2 separate regions of the Ostrinia nubilalis genome follow, and region 1 is linked to region 2. A link is a contact called in public Hi-C data. All regions are on one chromosome and are shown on one strand. The core of a region is the stretch at or near the end of the contact, and the rest is flanking DNA. Distances in the headings are between cores, read along the strand shown.

Evidence for each region. Hi-C and Micro-C count contacts between places; a contact is called where the count stands out from the background.
Region 1: a contact with region 2 is called in a Hi-C map of whole body, with 3 times the contacts expected there. The contact joins the promoter of LOC135078324 here to the promoter of LOC135078118 in region 2. A contact is called at or near these places in 3 of 5 Hi-C or Micro-C datasets (whole body and whole larva).

What each region holds. Positions count from the first base shown.
Region 1 is chr14:10,036,936-10,041,449 of ilOstNubi1.1, forward strand. It overlaps LOC135078324, which reads left to right and starts at 1,950. Exons shown (of 13, transcript XM_063972923.1): 1 at 1,950-2,161; 2 at 2,718-4,514. The coding sequence starts at 2,747.
Region 2 is chr14:9,862,422-9,866,703 of ilOstNubi1.1, forward strand. It overlaps LOC135078118 (breast cancer metastasis-suppressor 1-like protein), which reads left to right and starts at 1,594. Exons shown (of 4, transcript XM_063972696.1): 1 at 1,594-1,900; 2 at 2,830-2,980. The coding sequence starts at 1,699.

The sequences.
Region 1 (4,514 bases), core at 700-3,199, 170 kb after region 2:
GAACACGTGTATGGCAAACTGACTGAAAGCGCTTAGCCTTGAAATTCATTATACATTATACCTACCTAACCTACCTACCTAGTCCGTACTTTATGCCTGTACGTACGGTTCAAACATCGATTTCTGATTAACACATCGCTATGCTATTTAAATAAACAAGTTTGCGACGAGATAAACATAAGAGAAATACAAATAAAAGCAATTTAAAACATTTAAGACGATTATGTTAGTCAACAAATCGAATTGTACCTCCATCGCTGTCTGAAAAGCGTGCCAAAGCGTTTAATAACACGCGCATAAGATACAGAAAAGTTGTTTTGAACAAAGAAGTGGACTCGAGTCGAAAATATATATCGCAAGAGGCCCAGCATACTCCGGGCGGATGTTATATAGCTACGTAGATAAAACCTTCCGCCGTTGCTAGCGCCGCCGGTGGCGTCTGAACGAAACAAACTTCATGCCGCGTACACCACTGCAAAGAGCTTTCGGATGATATCCGTAATGTTTTATTATTTTTATAAGTATGCAAGTCTTTTTTTGTGTAAAAATATGATCAAATTGTGTTTTTTCGTGAAAATATATTCAGAATTAGATAAATAAAGTATGTGAATTGGATTAAAACTTATAAATGGTAATAAATAACTGCGTAGTGTGATTAATGAGGTAGACAGCCTAATACTGTTTTTAGTACGTAGTAGGTACATTAATTAATGTGGTGTAGCTGTTTTTTTAAATGATATAAAATTATGATTAGTTCATTTTATAATTTTATTCATGGTAAGAATTTAAAAAAAATGAAATGTAATTCCAAAAAAGAATCTTAAATATTTGTAAAAAAAATTAACTGAATATTATTACTTCATTATAACCATATTTTTATTTATAATCTTTATTTACTAAATCTAAATTTTATTGAGTTTTGCAATAAGAAATAAAACAACAGCTCTAGTTAAATCAATTTATTGTCCACAAATTTGTCGTTCCACTTAAAAACCTTTAGAAAATGCCCATTCTTGAAGATCATTGACATAATCTCCTTTTACATCGATAAATGTGCCTAGCTCATGTACTCTAGTTTCTACATATTTGTTATGTTTCTTTTTTAATAAACTTTTTATTTCATCGTTCAGTAACCAAATATCACCATCAATTCCTTTCAATCTAGTAATTTTGCGCGCACCTCTGTTATACAAATTCAAATATATCGGAATTTCGTGGTTTTTATTTCTTTTTAAGAAATAAGGATGATTAACTGCTTCTTCTTTAGGTGGTACCCAACCAGACGGATAAGAATCTTTAGGCTTCACTTTCGGAATGGTTTCAAACGGCAAAAGTTGTTCAACGAATGCCCATTCAGGTGGATTTTTCACTATTTCATAATTGTATTGTTCAGATATTTTGTCCGCAAATGGTGACTTCGCATAACTTGAGTAACTCCGGGAGGCGAGAGTTGTCTGAAACAAATATACATAATCAAATTAATAACGTAGTTTAAGTATGTACTACTATCTAGTACATACCTACTTACACATTAATAAAAAAATCGTGAATACGATTATTGACACACGTAATGTTAATATGACTCATGAATCGAATTATTATTTGGTACTTAAATGTGTACAATAAAAAATAACTAGAAGTTGATATTTAAAAAAAGCAACCAATTTATTAATGATATTGAACAGTCATCTGAAAAAATATTATTATCTGCAAAAATTACAAGAGCAACCTCTTTGGACGGGTGTACACCCATAGTTCTGTCACATGTCGCAGTATAAACGACATTACAGCACAACGCGAGTGGAAATATAATAAAATAATTACCGATAGTGATTCTGGGGCTGATTTTATTCCTAAATCAGTCGAGTTGTTCAAGATTTGTCCAGTTTTTCCGGCAAAAAGTCGCGCAAACGCGCACCGTGAACGCAACACCGTCGCCATTTTGAATAGCGAATAGAGCGAATTGCTACAAGAGCAATAAGAACTATATTATTCGTTTCGAAGGAAACATTATGGCGGACGCCTGCAGACATTTGGGCTTTTCAAAAATCGTTTTCTAAGTATAATCGCGAGTTTTTATTGAACTTTTTCGCATATTATGGTGCATTGTGTGTCCAACTAACTGTTTATTGTGGTTTTTGGAGGTTTCGTTGGATAAATTGTGAGTATTTTGTGAGGACATTGCAGAGGTGCGCCACGGCTAGGGAAATGATTTGGTGCTTTCGTCCGACGCACACGCAGTCGCTCAGCTGGTAGGTGGCGTTAGGTGTCAGTCGCGAGGTGAGACCACCAAAACAACGAGTTTTTCATGAGTTTTCCGGCGCGATTTTCTAAGCAATGACAAATGTAAACAAGTGTTTCGTCAACTTTTTAAGTCAACTATTGGCCGGAGAAGTTAAATATGCAGTGAAATCTGTAATTATTTCTACAATAACGTCAGAATTGTGCGCGAACTTGGGTATTGTCGAGCGCTCGCTTTTGTTTACTGCGATTTGTAGATTCAATTTATATGAGAATGGGGTCAAAATGTGTGATAATTGCTCTCATAAAACGTTACTTTATTGTTTTAATTAACGAATAATGTGAAATTCATCAAACCAGTGAACGTAATTTGCCATTAATTTTTGACGATGTCCAACAAGTAGTTTGGTCAGAGTTATAATACCACGTTGATAAATACAGCCATGGTGACTTATTTCTAACTTTCTTCATTTCAGGTCCAAATGGCAAGGGATATAGGCATATTATGGCTCAATGTCGTTCCCACTTAAAAGTAAAGGAGTCATTGAGAGTGAAAAATACTATTTATACTAATAAAGACGACAGCGGCTGTGATACCTGCCAAGAAGAAAGTTTAATTGACAGTAACCTGCTTGAGGTGGATGGTGACACCGACCCAGCTGACCCTAGCTTGAAGAGCCCTCGCAAGCAGCGAGCACCCTCCTCCATCACTCTCCGGTCATCTCACAGAGGCAGACCTGAACAGGCTTTACCTGATGTCGGAAAAACGGGGTCATCTCCCACCACACATTCCAACATGAAAACCAAACAGGTCAAAGATGAGTCGGACAAGAGTATCGATGAGGACGCTATCATAGAACCCAAGACCCGCGCTCGCAAGAAGGCATCTGACATAATTGAAGAGGAAAAAAATAAACCCGGTCAAGATGAGCCAAAGACATCCAAAGACTTAAAAAAACCTGTGGCCAAACCCAAGGCGGTCGTGAAGAAGCGACCTCTGGGCATCAGGAAGGCTTTAAGGAGCAAAAAAACTGTGGTATCAAAAGACAAAATCAAAGCTGTAATCAGACAGACTGTAACTCGAGGAAGAAAAGCTGCAGTCAAGCCTGCTTCTGGCAACTCTCAAGAAAAGGAAACCGTCCCATTGATTCCTATCACCGAGATCAAGAAGGAGCCTGTGGAAGAGGCCACACCGAACTCAAGATCATCAAGTCCTAAAACAGCTGGCAGAAGGCAGCGGCTCACCTCTGACATGGTCATGATGAAGTCAGTCCTCGCAGACTCCCCGAGCAGCCTAGTGCTGGGACCACGGACTAGCCCATATTCAATGCGATCTGAAAGAAGTAACAGCCCATTACTTTCGGAAGGGAAAAACCTTAGAAGCGGAAAACCAAGAAAAGTTAAAAGCAACTTATTGAATGAAGTTGTTATGAAAGAGCAAAAGAAAAGGCGTCGATTGCTCTCTGACTCAAAAGCTGATGCCACAGAAGCTAGTGAAGACTGCAAGAAATCGAAAAGGGGACGCTCCTGTTCTAGAGACGGCAGTGAGATATCCAAATGCTCGGACATCACTGAATCAGACATAAGTCTGAGTGAACCACTCAATGATGCGGATGGCAAGGAGCTCAACAAAAAATTAGATAAATCTAAGACTGACCTAGATATAGATATTGAAAATAATGTACAGATCTCGACTACTGAAAAAGTGCCTTCTCTTACTGTTGACTCCAATATAGCTGAAACCAAAATAGATGCAGAACCTAGTTGTGTCGACATTGAAAAAAATAAGAAAAAATTGAGCTTAAAAAGAAGTACTTCATTAGACTCGGACAACAATAATAGTAATAGGCTAAAATTAGAGAATTTAAATTCGTCAGATATAGAACAGAAAATATTGATGAAGACTGAAAATAATACGCTTTTTGAAGCTCGTAGTAGTATACTGACTAGTATGTCCAAGACTTTTAATTCAAAGGAGATGTCTAAAAATATCAGAAAAGCAAGAAGGGGGAGGAAAGCGGCGGCCACTCCGCGGCCCGCTCCGAGCGCGCCCAAGAGCTCCGCGCCCGTCGTCGCCAGCGACTCCACAGAAGACAAGCAAGAGACTCTCGAAACATTATCAAAGGAAATTGACGACTTAATTAATAATCTAGACCAGAACATCGACCGTGATCATGAAATGGCAACCGCTACAAACCCGGTCGAAAATATTTTAGAAGAAACACAGACTAAAACGGTCTCTAAATTTTATGGAATATCAAAGCCTCTCGGTG
Region 2 (4,282 bases), core at 344-2,843:
TGTAAAGTTTCATCAAAATCCGTTCAGTAGTTTTTGCGTGAAAGAGTAACAAACATCTAAACATACATAAAAACTTTCGCATTTATTAGTAGGATAACCCTGAATAACATAATTATAGGCTACTAGCTTTTGCCCGCGGCGGCGTCACCCGCGTGAAATTTAGTTGTCCCAGATCGTCATAAATTATGTTATTCTGGGTTATAAAAAAGAATACTGTAAAGTTTCATCATTATCCGTTCAGTAGTTTTTGCGTGAAAGAGTAACAAACATGTTAACATCCAGACATCTAAACATCAATTCTTTGTCTTTCGCATTTATTATAAACGAGTATTAGTAGGTAGAATAATTTATGACGATCTGTGACAAACTAAATTCACGAGGGTGAAGCCGCGGGTAAAAGCTAGTTTAATATAGGCCCGTGCAACGTAGTGGGCTTTTACCATAATACTGTACAAATTCCGCGCGCGGAATCCACTCAACGCAACGACAAACAACATAACCCTCCTTCTGGCGCAGTAGGGTAAATAGTAGCTCAACGCAACGGGTCGGGGAGGACTGAAGAAGGCCTAGGCCTATCCAGTTTTTATTACTAAAGTGATACCCTGCCTGGCCCTGAACTCACCGTAAAACAGCAGATGAAAAGAACGTTTACGATTTTATAATACCTACTTACCTACGTTTGTCAGGCGGGTTAAAACTAAACTCTGATTTTTAATTCGACGGAATTTTGACATTTCAGAAGTGTTGTCAACACTGAAACATTCCCACTAAGAATGGAGAGCATTTTCATAAATTAAAAAATAATCCTTTCTTGAATTTAAGGTTTAACTTGAAAAACTAAGGCTTAAAAATGTACCAATCATTTCAAAATGGTTATTTGAATTTTAATTATCATACTTTTGAAGTTACAAAAAAAATTGGCAAATTATTTTTCTATTACTGGTCTCCCTGGCCAATAATCCATGGGTTACAAACCTTTTTTATGAAAATCCTTTTGTTAATAAAATCTTAGCTTCATAAAATAATCAACTTAACAAGATGCCAATTTTATAATCCAAGTTGATTATGATGACGATAATGATGATTGATGATCAATACATATTTTCGTTTATGATAATATGTTGTTTTACTACGTTAAAAACACGTTTTTTTCTATTTAATCTCTAAAATGTACATAATAATTAGTGTTCATTGAATTCACAAAACAAAAAATAGTTCATTCTTGTAAATTGTACTTGATGAAATTTCATTTCATATTATTTATTAATAATTCAAAGCAAAAAAGGCTTATTACATCTGAATTGTCAAAAAATGACAGCCGTCAGAATTCCGTCGAATTAAAAATCGGACTATAGGTACTGCATGCAAGGATTTCGTAAGGAAGAATCTACGCAATTTTTTAGGACAGATTCAACTCTAGTTATTAATTAGAAGCTAAAATGAGATTGATTGTTTTACAAAATTATAGTGTAGTCCGATTTAATTTAAAAAAATGTTTTATCCTTGAATAAAATGAGAGAATTCGGACCGATCACGGATATAAGTGTGACGTTAATGACGTTGACTTTGACAATCCGAGTTTGACGTTTCATCTTCGAGTTCGAGGGAAAGTCACAAATCGTAAACTGATTCCTTTCATTCCTTTCTCCAAAAAATTGCAATTACCTTGCTTTATTTTTCTAAATTGAGTGGTCAAAAATGCCTTCAATGAAGGTAGAAGGTGATAGTGACGGTGACGGAGACATGTCTGGAGGAGATACTGAAAGATCTGGGGGATCCTCCCGAGGGCCTGATAGGGACTCCAGCGCTGAGGAAGCTGATGAACCCGACTCTGATGACTCCTCAGAGATGGACGAGAGTGAATGCGAGCGGCGCAGGAACGAGTGCCTGGACAACTTAGGTTGGTATCGACGCTCAGCGTTGAGGTTATGTTTACAAACATTTAGGTTTATGTGTCAAGTCTTGTGCTAATTTGCACCAAAATAGACCAATATTTTAGATCTTTCGCTTCTTATCGACTGTTATAAATTATATAAATAGTCTGAAATTATTTATTTTGTCATCATTTTTGTGAAGTTTGGGTCAGATGATATTTTTAGTAACCTACTTTTTGTCTATTTGTCAAAATGTATGAGAATATGATTTGTTTAATTGGTTTTGCAAGGTTTAGCGTTTATTGTAAAACTGATTTTTCCTAGAAACTGTACTTGGTATTTGAATTTGGTGTGTTGGTTACCAGAATCTGGCAGTTAGGCAGTTGTTATAAGTCATATAATTAAATCAATGGCATTGCCATCTACTTTAACAGTTAAAACATAAAGTTTTCATTATTATTTAACCAAATAACTCTGTTATTATAAAACAATAGCTTGCAACATCAGGTCCAGGCTAAGGATAGATTCAGATCCATTAACACCATTCATAATTTGTTCCAAGATAAATGAATAAGGGAGTGACAAATTCAGTTATTATTTTTATCAATCTAATACTCTAGATGACTTTTAGAGCTTTAGCAAGATATTTTAGCTACACTATTTTAGCAAAACTTAACTTTATGGCTTTGGAATCCCATGCTTTGTTAATGATTCCTTCATTGATTAGTTTAAATATCTGACCAGAGGATCTGAGTCTCATAATTGTACAATTTCTATTTCATCCTTCTATTATTATTTTGAAAAATATAACTGTGTAACAAATATCCTTATACTACATTAACAGTATATTGTGGGTCCGAGTCCTGCCTTAGGCAGTTCAGCTTTTTCAAGTTATTTATTTAAAATCCTTGTAAATTATCATGTAAACTTATAAAAATCTTATAATACTTTCCAGCGAACCTCGAGCGTCAATTCACTGTTCTCCGTGAGCAGCTGTACTGTGAGAGAGTTAAGCACGTAGAGTATCAGCTGGCCGAAGTGCGCGGTGGAAGGTCGCAGGAGTACCAGGGGCCCTTACGCAGGCTGCAAGAGAACATGAGGGTTAGGTATGTTGAAAAATTAGTTTTATTAAATTAAGTTTAAGTACTGTTTTTAAATGTTATGCTTTTTATTATATGGATAAGTATGATTTATAGTAAAACACCATGGAAGTTCACAATTATGAGGAAGTTTCTTTGGAATTCTAATGTTAAAGAAATTTAAGTGTACATAACATCATCTCATCAACTGCTGATGCAAATGAATTTAGTGTTTTCATTGGACATTGACATCTGTACATTTTTATATTTAGGCTGGGTTATTTAAATTGGGTTTAATAATGCCTTTCTTTTCTTTATACCAAAGTCAAACCACGGCCCTTGACCTAATTATCTGATTGATTGAGATTAAACAATGTTTGAGATTGAGACCTTAAAATTGCTGTAACAAGCTTAAGTGGTGATAAGCAAGAAAATATCTTGAGACTACGCACCAGAAAGCGCCACGTTAGCCCACCTGTCTAAGACCTCCCCCACACTAGCTTCGTTCGTATGTCGGTGTCCCCTTTGCGCCTACGCAGCGTCGAGCAGTCAGTAACGCAACATCGGGGTGAGGTAATTACGTTACTTGTACGAAAAAAACGTTGCCTTGGTACTACGATGATGCGACGCCAGCACTGCTTAGATCTGGCGTTTGGCAGCTGCTCAGCATTGGCATTGTGGCGACCCTGCCGCGCTGCGAGTTTATTCCGAACCCGTTATCCGAAATTTCGAATGTTGCCATCCCTCTCACGCAAAGCGAGATGCTAGCATGAGCGAGGGTGTTAGATAGATAGACCCGAAACTACGTAAACGTTTCGGAGTAGCCCTGCTGAGCCAGTGTTGCATTGACGTTGCACGGCGCTAGCAAAACTACGACACTCGAAAGACCCTAGTAGAGGGTGCGATGACACGACGACCTAATCAACTAATTAAAGCGCAGAAATTATTCACCTTACTAACTTCGATTCTATTTTCGATTAAGGGCTTAATGTGTCTATATTTTGTTATTGTTGTAGTCTGTTCTTATAATCCCTCCCAATGCAGGATCCTTAAACCCAGAAGAGTCCATTAATTAAACGAACATGCTTTCGCCTCTTTGAAGGTTACCAATATCTTCCGATTATTCTGAAACTGAAACAACAAGTAAACACTGAACAATTTAAAATCGATCTAATAGAGAGAGCCTATTAGAATTCCTTTAAAAGCGTTTGCGAGAGTTTTTGCATTAGCTTATCCACATTTTAAGTTTTGGTCAAAGTCAAAGTAAACTAATGTTCAACATGTTTAAACTTTTTTGTAATAAGGCCCTTGATGTTTTTAACTGGAGCT